2 separate regions of the Mus musculus genome follow, and region 1 is linked to region 2. A link is a contact called in public Micro-C data. All regions are on one chromosome and are shown on one strand. Each heading gives the region's core, a stretch centred on a gene start, on an enhancer-like site or on the middle of the called end of the contact. The rest is flanking DNA. Distances are from core to core; before and after follow the strand shown. Region 1 holds the start of Exosc10 (exosome component 10). Region 2 holds the start of Disp3 (dispatched RND transporter family member 3).

The links. Hi-C and Micro-C count contacts between places; a contact is called where the count stands out from the background.
Region 1: a Micro-C map of embryonic stem cells shows a contact between it and region 2, with 3 times the contacts expected there. The contact joins the promoter of Exosc10 here to the promoter of Disp3 in region 2. A contact is called at or near these places in 1 of 39 promoter capture datasets (stem cell-derived epiblast-like cells) and 1 of 484 Hi-C or Micro-C datasets (embryonic stem cells).

What each region holds. Positions count from the first base shown.
Region 1 is chr4:148,556,428-148,561,811 of GRCm38.p6, reverse strand. Exosc10 (exosome component 10) reads right to left here and starts at 3,393. Exons shown (of 25, transcript NM_016699.3): 1 at 3,234-3,393; 2 at 2,128-2,264; 3 at 676-799. The coding sequence starts at 3,344. Mtor (mechanistic target of rapamycin kinase) reads right to left here. Exons shown (of 58, transcript NM_020009.2): 58 at 4,127-4,967. The coding sequence ends at 4,952.
Region 2 is chr4:148,285,114-148,290,426 of GRCm38.p6, reverse strand. It overlaps Disp3 (dispatched RND transporter family member 3), which reads left to right and starts at 2,462. Exons shown (of 21, transcript NM_001083342.1): 1 at 2,462-2,704.

The DNA of each region.
Region 1 (5,384 bases), core at 2,144-4,643, 270 kb before region 2:
CTGGGTCCTCTAGAAGAGCAGAAAGCGCTCTTAACTTGTGAGCCATTTTTCTTTCTTTCTTTTTTTTTTGGTTTTTCGAAACAGGTTTCTCTGTGTAGCACTGGCTGTCCTGGAACTCACTCTGTAGACCAGGCTGGCCTCGAACTCAGAAATTCGCCTGCCTCTGCCTCTGCCTCCCAAGTGCTGGGATTAAAGGCGTGCGCCACCATGCCCGGCTGTGAGCCATTTTTCAGAGCTAAAAAGTGTAACTGTTTTTGCAAAGCATGGACGGGGGCTGGAGAGAGCACGTATGGCTCTTGCAGAGGACTGGTACTCTACCCCAGCACCCATGTTAGGTGGGTCACAACTGCTTGTAACTCCAGCTCCAAGATCGCAGGTCTCCACTGACACTGGCACTCAGGAGCACGTGCCCATCCATGTAATGAAAATGTCCATCTATCTATCCACCCACCCACCCACCCACCCATCTCCCTATCAGAGAGGTCTTACTGTGTAGAGCAGGCTGGTCTGGAACTCAGAGGCCCACCTGCCTTTGCTTCTCCAGTGCTGAGACATAGGTATGGCCGCTAGGCCGGGCTACACTTACTCCATTTTCCGTAACACTGGGGTTTCTCCTTGCATTTTGATATCTGAGCTTTCTGTCTGAGTTTACTTATGTGGACAGGAGGCACTCACCACTCTCTCCAATATCACGTCATTGGTATCGACTAATAAATCAAACTTGTCCTCCAATTCAGTCACTTTACTTCGGTCTTTGATGTTGCTGCGACAGCCATGGTACTGCATTACCCGACTCATGCTAAGGAAGAGAGGAAAACCAAGGTTAGCATGTCTGCTTTACTCTACCAATCCACTGTCTGGGAAAACACCACAAAGGGCTCGGATCACAGGCTTCCCAGCAGTCTGGATGAAATTAATAAAATGTATATCCTCACAGCAATGTTTCAGACATAAGACCCAAAACCAGGCCTGGTGGTGTAGACTTGTGATACTGCCTTCACGGAAGGCTTGGGCCCAGTGAGTTCGAAGCCAACCTGTGCAATTTAGTGAGTTAGACCTAGTCTCAATAAAATAATAACTTTAAGGTAATTTCCCCCAACAATTAACAGATGAGAAACACGTAGCCTTGGCTGTTCTACTCACTCTATAGACCACGCTGGCCTTAACTCAGAGACCTACTCACCTCTGCCTCCCTAGTGCTGGGATTAAAGGTGTGAGTCACCACACACAGCAAAAGACGATTTAAACAAACAAACAATGTGTACATCTATGTGTGAGTTCCCCTGCCCATGTGTAAAGGTCAGAGGACAACTTGCAGAAGCTTGCTCGCTCCATCCTGAGAGTCGCAGGGGTTCAATTCATGCTGTCAGGCTTAGAATTAGGTGACTTTTGCCTACTGAATCATCTTGCTGGCCCCTAATTTATTTTTAACGATCATAGATCATGCTGGCTGTGATGGCGCACATATCTATTTTAGCACTCAAGAGGTAGGGAAAGGTTGATCTCTAAGATTTTCAAGGCCAGCTTGGTCTACATAGCAAGTTCCAGGCTAGCCCGGGCTCCATGTATGCTCTCTTAACAACCAGAGGCCATGCGATTATCCTATGTTCACTGGCCTTTAGCAGTGCTTTTTTTTTTTGTTTGTTTTGTTTTTTTGTGGTTGGTTGGTACCGGAATTCAGACCCAGAAACCCAACCATTCTCATTACTTCCCAACCGCTGAGGTATGTGACCCTCAGGAAAATCTTTTCTTTCTTCCTTTCTTCCTCTTTCTTTCTTTCTTTCTTTCTTTCTTTCTTTCTTTCTTTCTTTCTTTCTTTCTTTCTCTCTCTCTCTCTCTCTCTCTCTCTCTCTCTCTCTCTCTCTCTCTCTCTCTCTCTCTCTCTCTCTCTTCTCTCTCTCTCTCTCTCTCTCTCTAAGATTTATTTATTTATTATAGGTGAGTACACTGTAGCTGTCTTCAGACACACCAGAAGAGGGCATTGGATCTCATTACAGATGGTTGTGAGCCACCACGTGGTTGGTTGCTGGGATTTGAACTCTGGACCTTTGGAAGAACAGTTAGTGCTCTTAACCGCTCAGCCATCTCTCCAGCCCCTCTTTCTTTCAATCAACGTAATAAACTTACCACTGCAGTAACCTGTCTCCTTGTGTCTCACAGAATGCCTGGAAGGCAGGGAAACTTCTGTAAAAATCATACTCGTCACCGAACTGTGGCAGGCCCCCGGATGCCTTGGTAACTGCCACTACCGACCCAAGTGCAAACTGAAAATCCAGAGAAAAAGACACATTTTAGACACGGATTCCTGTCCATTCAACAGAAATAAATAAAAAAAAAAAACCTCACAAGAGCTGGAGAGACTCAGTGTTAAAAGAGCGCTTAGCACTTCTCTTACAGGACCTGGGTTAGGATGGGCTCAGACATACAGAGATCCGCCTGCCTCTGCCTCCCAAGTGCTGGGATTAAAGGTGTGCACCACTCCCACCCCACTCAGATGACCATTTTATATCCAGTGCTTTCGATAAGACTGTTGTGAGGTAGTTAAGGGTAAACAATCAGAAGCAGCTGTCGTTGATAAATAATGGGTCACAGACCCACCAATACCCTGCCTGCTTACATTATGATTCATAACGGTAGCAAAATTACTGTTACAAATTAGCGACGAAAATAATATATTTTTTTAAACTAACAAGAGGATCGCAATTTACTTTGAAGTTAATGTCTACATAGATTGCTTGCAGCAAGGCCATCAATGAAAATGATCTTACGGTTGGGGGACCCCGGCAGATGGGAGGTGTGAAGGCCTAATGACAGCATCATGAATTTTGTGAACAAAGACTTTAAATAAATTAAAAAAAAAAAAACTCTATGCTCCTTCTCAAGAGGTCCTTTGACACTTGGAGAGGCTTGATGTCACCCGTGACGGGGGACAGTCAACCCACGAGATTGGGGTAACGGACGTCAGGGCAGCAGCGGGGTGAGCAATGGGAGGGAGCGTCTCCCAGCTGTCGGGCCCCTCGGGAGAGGTAGTGACAAGGACGCCCCTCCGAGGCCGCGGACACGGCTCGACACGCGAAGCCACACGCGCTCACACCGGAAGCGCGGAGCCCTCCTCTCCCGCTCTCCGTGCGCGCCGTCAGGCCGCCGTGACGGGCGCCGGAAGCCCGTAGCCTCAGACCCGTTTCCGGCCAGAACAGGGGGCTCCTGGGGAGCCCCAGGGCCCGCGAACTCACCTTTACGAAGCTGTCTGCATCGGGGAAGCCAGGCAGTACCATCTCCGCGTCAGGCTTGGTCGCACTGGTCGCCGGCGCGGACTGATGCTCCCGGGGACTGGGAGGCGCCATTTTTCCGTCCTAGGGCGGCTCTTCTCGCGAGATTGTTCCGGCTGCCCGAGGCGGGCGTAACACGCATGCGCGCGGTTAAATCCTCCCCCCACCCCTCACCAAGTAGCGTAGCTTTGTGGGTCTTGCCTTAACGATGGGGAAATTTAGGCTTTTCTTTGATTTCACGCTGTATCCTAACAAACCTGTGGCCTCGCCTGAGAACTGGAGGGAGGGTACAATCAAAATCACATTTAAAGCTAGCTCTTCACCTCCGATCCGCCTGCCTCATCCACTCAAGTGCTGGGATTAAAGACGTGCAAAACCACGTTAGGATTGGGTTTTTCCAATTTGTTTAAAACATTGGGCGAGGGAGGGAAGGGAGGTTTTGAAGCAGTTAAGAACACTCGCTGTTTTTTTTTAAAGAGGACCACAGCACGCAGGCTTGAAGTTCATGACCACTTGTAACTCCAGTTCCAAGGGAGCAGATGACTTCAACTGGCTGACATGGGCACCCATACACATACATACATGTGCCATACTGATAAAGTGACACGCCTATGTGTGTGTGTGTGTATGTATGTATGTATGTATGTATGTATGTATGTATGTATGTATTCTCGTTTATTATGACAGGGTTTTCTGTGTAGTCCTGAAACTCAAGAGACCCATGGTTGCCTGTCTAGTGCTGGAATGTAATGGTGTTAGCTCCTGTGCCTGTTAGTCAGTGGCTCACCACTGAGTTTAATCCAAAGCCCAATAACAGAATTTACAAAATGATGAACAGAAAGCCAGTCATACACATATATGCTTTTAAAATTCTGATGTCATTTATTGGCACAAAATTTACTCAGATACAACGTGGTGTCTAGATGTGGCTTTACTTTATACTTTGTGTATTTAGTTGGATATTTACTTTGCTTATAACTCACAACCTGCTCTAGTGTGTCCCTCTGTGATCAGCATTTATGTTCTGAGTCCCTGCTGCAAATACAGCATATCCCTCCCTCACTGAACACAGTAGAGCCAGTGTGGCCCCGCATGGAGATCCTTGGCACACCTGCTCATGCCCGGTGGCCAGGCTTCTGAACAAATGTCCTCCTGGAAGGGCAGGTCTTGTGAGTTTCAGCATCGTGGGGTCAGGCGGAAGACAGACTCTCTTAGCCATGTTGGCCCATCCTGCAAATGTCGCCACTGCATCCAGGGACGGGTGAGGTAACAGGATAGTGGAGTGCCGACCTCTGTGTCCTTGCCGTTGGAGCCCCTGGTTGAGAGGACCAACTGGATTATTCTGTCAGCAATGTTTATGATGAGTTTTCTTGTAAGTTAAGTCAAAACCCGTATTTCTCAGTTACCCATCTTCTGTTCTCCCAAAATCCAAGGCTTGGCTTCTGAAGGATTACTGTGTTTCACTGTCCTGGGAACTGAATCAAGCCTTGTGTTTCTGACAGTGTCTTTTCAACAGCAGCTAGGAGGTTGGCGGAAGCCAACTTTGAATATACAGTAGTTCTTTTCATATACATTTCAAAATATTTAACAAGTCCAACTGTCTGTCCATGGTTTTAGTCCACTGGAAGCACAGACAAGGTACTAAAGCCTGGGAGGAGACGACGTGGTTTTCCAGGCCTCAGTTACCAGAAGGGACACCTAGGAAGGTGACAGAAAGGGGACGGTCAGTCAGAGCCCCGTGGGACTCAGTCAGTATCACTAGTCAAGGGCTAACGGGCCTGAGCTCCCAGAGATCTCTCTGCCCAGACTCGATTACAGGATTACCAATCTTCTTCTTCCCTTTTTCTCTCTAGTCATTGCTCTGACTCTTCCTGTGCCCTTCTACATCTCAGGAGTGACAACAAAAATCTAAAGCCACCACAGAAAGTCACACACCTGCCCATTCTAAACTGTAGCTCTGAAGCAGCTGTGACTTCCAGATACAGATCACAGCTCTCAGTTTCCCGTTAGACAAGGAGCATTCTCAGATATTTTTGAGACATGGTTTCACCACTATAGCCTTGGCTGTACTGAAACTTCGAGTTTTGCCTGCCTCTGCGTGCCCAGTGCTGGGGA
Region 2 (5,313 bases), core at 1,213-3,712:
TGTTCCACTGCCACAACAGGCTCTCCTTTACAGCAGACATATTTCAAAGGCCTGGTTGGTTCTATTTGCATTTTAAAACCCTGCTGATGGCCTGGGAAAATCAGATCCTTTCAGAATTTCTGAACATCACTCTGCAACACACACACACACACACACACACACACACACACACACACAGAGTCCATGGTCAGGTCCCCTGCTTCTGTACATTCCCTTTGAAGAAGGTCCCTTACCAAAGGCAAAACTAGAAGTGGCCCTCTGGAGATTACCTGAAGGTCTAGAGAGGGGAGAAATGACTCGAATGAAAGCAGGGAGAGTGTAATCAGGACCCATATCAAATCTACTAAATGTAGTTCCCGGGAGAATGGAGGTCATATCAACAAGCAAGAGTTGGTGGGAGGCACAGCACCCTAGGAACACAAATGGGGTGTCCTGTGATTCTGTCAAACTGCAGGGAACAGCACAGGGACTTTGGGGGGAATCTTTAAGGAGGCTCCTTGAAACAAACTGAGAAGAACTGAGCCATTCACCAAGAAAAGCAGCCTCTGCTCTCAGCTGGGCTTGGGAACACTTTGTGTCTCCCACTGCTCCCTTAGAAACAAATATTACCCTGGTTCTCCTTCCTCCCACCCTCCCCCGTGGCTCCTCTTTCTCTGCCTTCCCCTGGGATATGTTGGGTGGAGCTGGACATTTGCAAGGCACTTCGGGGCTGTTTTATCTAGAGTACCACTTTGGGCTTCTGCTCCTGTGGCAGTAATATACACACCCGCCATTCTAGGTCTTAGTATCTATCTATCTATCTATCTATCTATCTATCTATCTATCTATCTATCTATCTATCTATCTATTCATACTCTCTCTCTCTCTCTCTCTCTCTCTCTCTCTCTCTCTCTCTCTCTCTCTCTCTCTCTCCCCTTTCTTGGATCCTTCCTGCCAGGAGCATTTCATAACCCTAATGTCTTCAGGATGGCATGAATTCACTGCAGATCTTCTGACAGGCTTGATGGCTGGCCAGTGGGTCCCCTGAAAAACCATTTCTGAGTATGTGGTGCAGGGACGAGAACACCTGGGTAGAAACATTGGCTCTGGTCATTTGCATCTGCACAGATGAGTTCCGGGGCATCCAGGGTCATAAGTAGCTAAATGTCCACCTGACCGCCAGCCAGTGAATGCAGTCCCCAGGGACTGTGTTTGAGAAAGCTGGACGGGTGGTACAGGATTTTCCTGTAGAACCCCAAAGTGAGAGGGGTTCAGAGAACTCCCAAACTGCCCTCTTAATTAAAACTATGTATGTATGTATGTATGTATGTACGTATGTATGTATGTATGGCATGTGTGTTTGGAGGGGATGTGCATGTGTACCACAGGGCACGAGTGGAAGTCAGAAGACAGCTCGCAGAAGTGAGTTTGCCCTGGAGACTGAACTCCGGTTGTCAGGCTTGGCAGCAAACACCTGCTAAGCCATTTCCCAGGCCCCTAGGTTTCCTCTTTCAAAAATATAGATGGGGGCATGGGCTACACAGCAAAGAGCTAGGGGCTTTCGGTATTTTTATTTCATAATGATCCTGCATTCTCTTGTATAGAATGGGGACTTCTTGAAGGCCAAGATTGTGGCTTACATGCTTATCTTCCTGGTCCGTGTCATAATCATCTGGGTGGCCTCTCAGCCGGCAGTGATGTCCCTCCTGCAGCGGGAGGCTGGCGCCAGGTCCTTTTGAGGGTTCCCTTGGCTCTCCTTGGGTGACATCAAGGCCAATGTCTTTGGAGCACTGAAAGAGAAATGAAACCAGGGATAGCCTTGGTTTCTAGGCTCTTTCTTCTTTGGGTATCTTTTCAGCAGGGGGTGTCAGGCGGACCTTCTGCTGTTACTGGACGAGTGCCTGGTCCCAGGGGCTGGCAGAGCTCTGGGCTCTGCTGCCAGAGAGGTGAATAGAGGAGGGAGGAAGAGATGGTGCCAGGCGCCTGGGCTTGGCAACCACCTCCGGAGGGCACCCGGGGATGCCCTCGAGTGTCCAGCAGGCTGGTGAGGTGCCAAGGCTGGGCAGATGGGGCTGAGAGAAGCCAGCAGGAGCGCACGCCTGGGAAAGGCCTGGGTGCCCAGAAACCTCGGGGGCCAGTAGGGGGCATGGCCAGGTCCGTTTGCAGAGACTAAGACTGACCCCCAGGGGTCGCTGCGCTGTGCTCAGTCCCTGCTCGCCAACACGGGAAGCTGGCTGTACCACCACGCGGCTCCCGCAGGGGGAGCGGCAGCCAGGGCGGCGCCTGGCGGCGGAATCGGGAGACAGCAGCGCGCGGCGGAGAGCAAGCCTAAGCCGGACGGTGACGCAGAGCCCGCAGGCGCTGATGCTGGAGGCGCCAGTGGACGGGGGGAGGCGCGACTCTAAAGGCTGCCCGGGACACCCCCGCACCCCGTGGTAGGAACCGGGACCCAAACAAAGGCGGGCAGCAGATAAAAGGCGGCGGCGGCGGCGGCGGCGGCGGCGGCGGCGAGTGCTTCGCGTGCGCGCTGGGGACGTAGTTGTCACGGACCTGGCGGCGGTCTGCTCGCCAGCGAGCGGAGCTTGGGGGCCGCTGGCCTCCTACAGCTCTGAGGACCTTTCCTCCTGAAATTACCCTCAAGGGACAAGTGTTCGCCGCGGGGTGGCCGAAGCCCCTTAACCCCTGCGGCACCCGTGTATCAGCCTAGCTCGGCTCAGCCAGCGAGGTGAGTGAGACTGCCCCTGGGCGCCATCGGGACTGGGGATGCGCTACTCTGGAGAGGGGAAGGGTCTAACGTGCCACATGCGCCCGGTCTGGGGGCGGGGAGAGGGGGGAGTGCGGGAAGTTCTCTCGCTCTCAGGCCACCCCCGGCCTCAACGCCCTGAGAAAGCCGGCTAATGGGACAGAGTTCAGATCTCAGAGCTTGTCCCTGCGCCCCCGAAGCTTGCACCAACACGCTGGGGACGGGCTGCAGCTTCGGTCTGCGGGAGCGTGTTTAATGTCCAGAATCATCCTGGCTCCCTATCTCCATACCCCTGCTCGTCTCGGTAGGTGTCTGTCTGGGTTCATAAAAGTTGAGCGTCAGCCTGAAGCCATCCCAAATCCGGCTGTCCGCCGGGACTTCAGAGGAGGGAGGGAACAGGAAAAGGTAACGATGGCCCCTGTAGCTGCCCCCTACTTGAGCGCACTCACGCGCTTGGTGGGACCTTCTTTGAGTCTTGGGCTGCGGTGAACCCGCTGCAGGTGCCGCTGCGTGCCAGCCAGGACCTCTGAAGCTCAGGCAGGCGATGGAAGTGGAGCGCTAGAGGGTCCCTGGGTCGACCCAGAACATCCATAAGGACTGTGATGGGGTGGCATCTGAGTAGCCGTGGAGCACAGTCAGGAAAAGATGACCAGCACGAGTGGCGGCGAGTCCCGAGAGCTAGCCCTGCCGCTGGGAGGACTTTTCCCAACTCTCCTAGGAGACGCCTCCCCGGAGGCTTCCTCTGTTGGATCTCTGTCTGGTACAGGGATGCTTCCTGAGTCTGGGTGCGGGTGCTAGTCTGGTTGCACTCTCGGTCAGTACCTCGGACAGCGCACTGAACCCACCAGCCCCAAGCTCCACACACAAATGAAGTACACACACACACTATGTATAGAGCACTCGTGAACACTCCACGCACAAATCCACACTCCTTTCTGATAAATATATTCCCATCGTGGCTCGTAGGCGCACACAATGCACACAGAGACCCAGGATTCACTCCCACGTGGACAAGCCTAATCTTCCCACAAGCCCCAGTTTGTGGGCCAGGACTCATCCCTCTTCACGCTCTCGCTGGAGGATGCTAAAATAAACCGGACACCAGAGACCACTGCCTAGGACCCTCGCTGATACCTCATGACATGCAGGAGCTCAGGCTGTGTGGGTCACAGACACTGGCGTGCACACACACAAACACACAGGCTCAATCAGCCCCCTCCTCTTCTACTGCAGACCTCCCCGAATCAGAGTATCTGCCAAAAGGAGAGAAGCAGCTGTTAGGCTCAAGGGAAGCTCCGGGCAGCAGCCCAGCCAGGCAGGCAGGCAGGCAGGCAGGCGCCTTACAGTCTTGGTTTGAAGCTCAGTGTCCATTTCAGACTCTTCGCCCCCATGACCACTCAGACCTCTTCCTGGCATATCTTCTGCCTCCAGGGTCTGCAATCTTTGCTAGTGCTCTTTGCTGGCTGTTCTCCTTCCCAGGGTTATCTTTCAAATGCACACCCTTTGCTCTTTCCCGTCCATCATCCTTTCTGGCCGCCTTCGTTCCTTTTCCTGACTTTCCTTTGCTGGAGTCTGTGCTCTGACACCCATGTTGGCACCACTGGCCCTTGGGGCACCATCGACTCTGGTTTGCTTCCTCATCTGCAGTTTCCATCCACCCGATCCTGCCTCTCTGAATATTTGCCTCTCTCTGCCCAATAGCTTCGGCAGCTTTTACTGACAATCTTGGGAAATTTTCCAGGGCCAGAGCCTCAGGAAAGTGTCTCAGGGGGCCTCAGAACCTGGAGATCGAGAGATAGTACTGGGGTCACAGGGAGCCTCATCATCACTGCCCCTTCAGCCTCCCCCCCCCCCCCCGCCCAGAGCTGTCGCTTTGAAGGATCCAGACCCATAGCCCAGCTTGCCCTCTGACACTCTCTTGTTGTTATCCTTAAAACCCTGGAAAGGCTTGAGAAAAGGAAGAAAGGAGAGTTGAGGGAGAAATGAACCAGAAATGGGGATTCCTAGACTCTGGTTTTAATTGGTCACAGGTGCCCAGTGTTCCCCTGGACAGACTTCCGCCATACTCTCAGCTTATGCAGGGCTGCCCATGGGACTGCTTTTGGATTTGATTATGAAGAGTGCTGACTCTATAGTGAATGTCCCAACTTGAATGAGCTTGAAACCAGGGTTGTAACTCACAAAGGTTATGGTGCCTCCCACTGCTTCCTGAGAACTCCTCACCTCTGCTAAAGACACCTTGTTCCTGAGTGAGGGAGGCTCAGTTCATTTTCTTAATAGGACCAGAGATGCCAAGTAATTTTCTTACATCACACCGCTCAGGCCCGGTTTCCATGGAGGCAGGCACTGATGTGGCTGTCTGTGTATCTATCCACTGTGCCAAGCTCTTGTTTCTGGAAATGAGGATGTCCCCAACTACCCTGAACACCTGGCCATAAAGGCAGATGGAGTTGCTGGGTTGACGGTCCTTGTCCCCAGACGCATGGTCTTGCAGAAGGGACTGTCTAAGATAGATCACCAGTCGGTATGATTTTGACAATCAGCCTTGAGTCTCTAGGACTCAACCAAGCAGGCTGCTCTTGATCTGCACA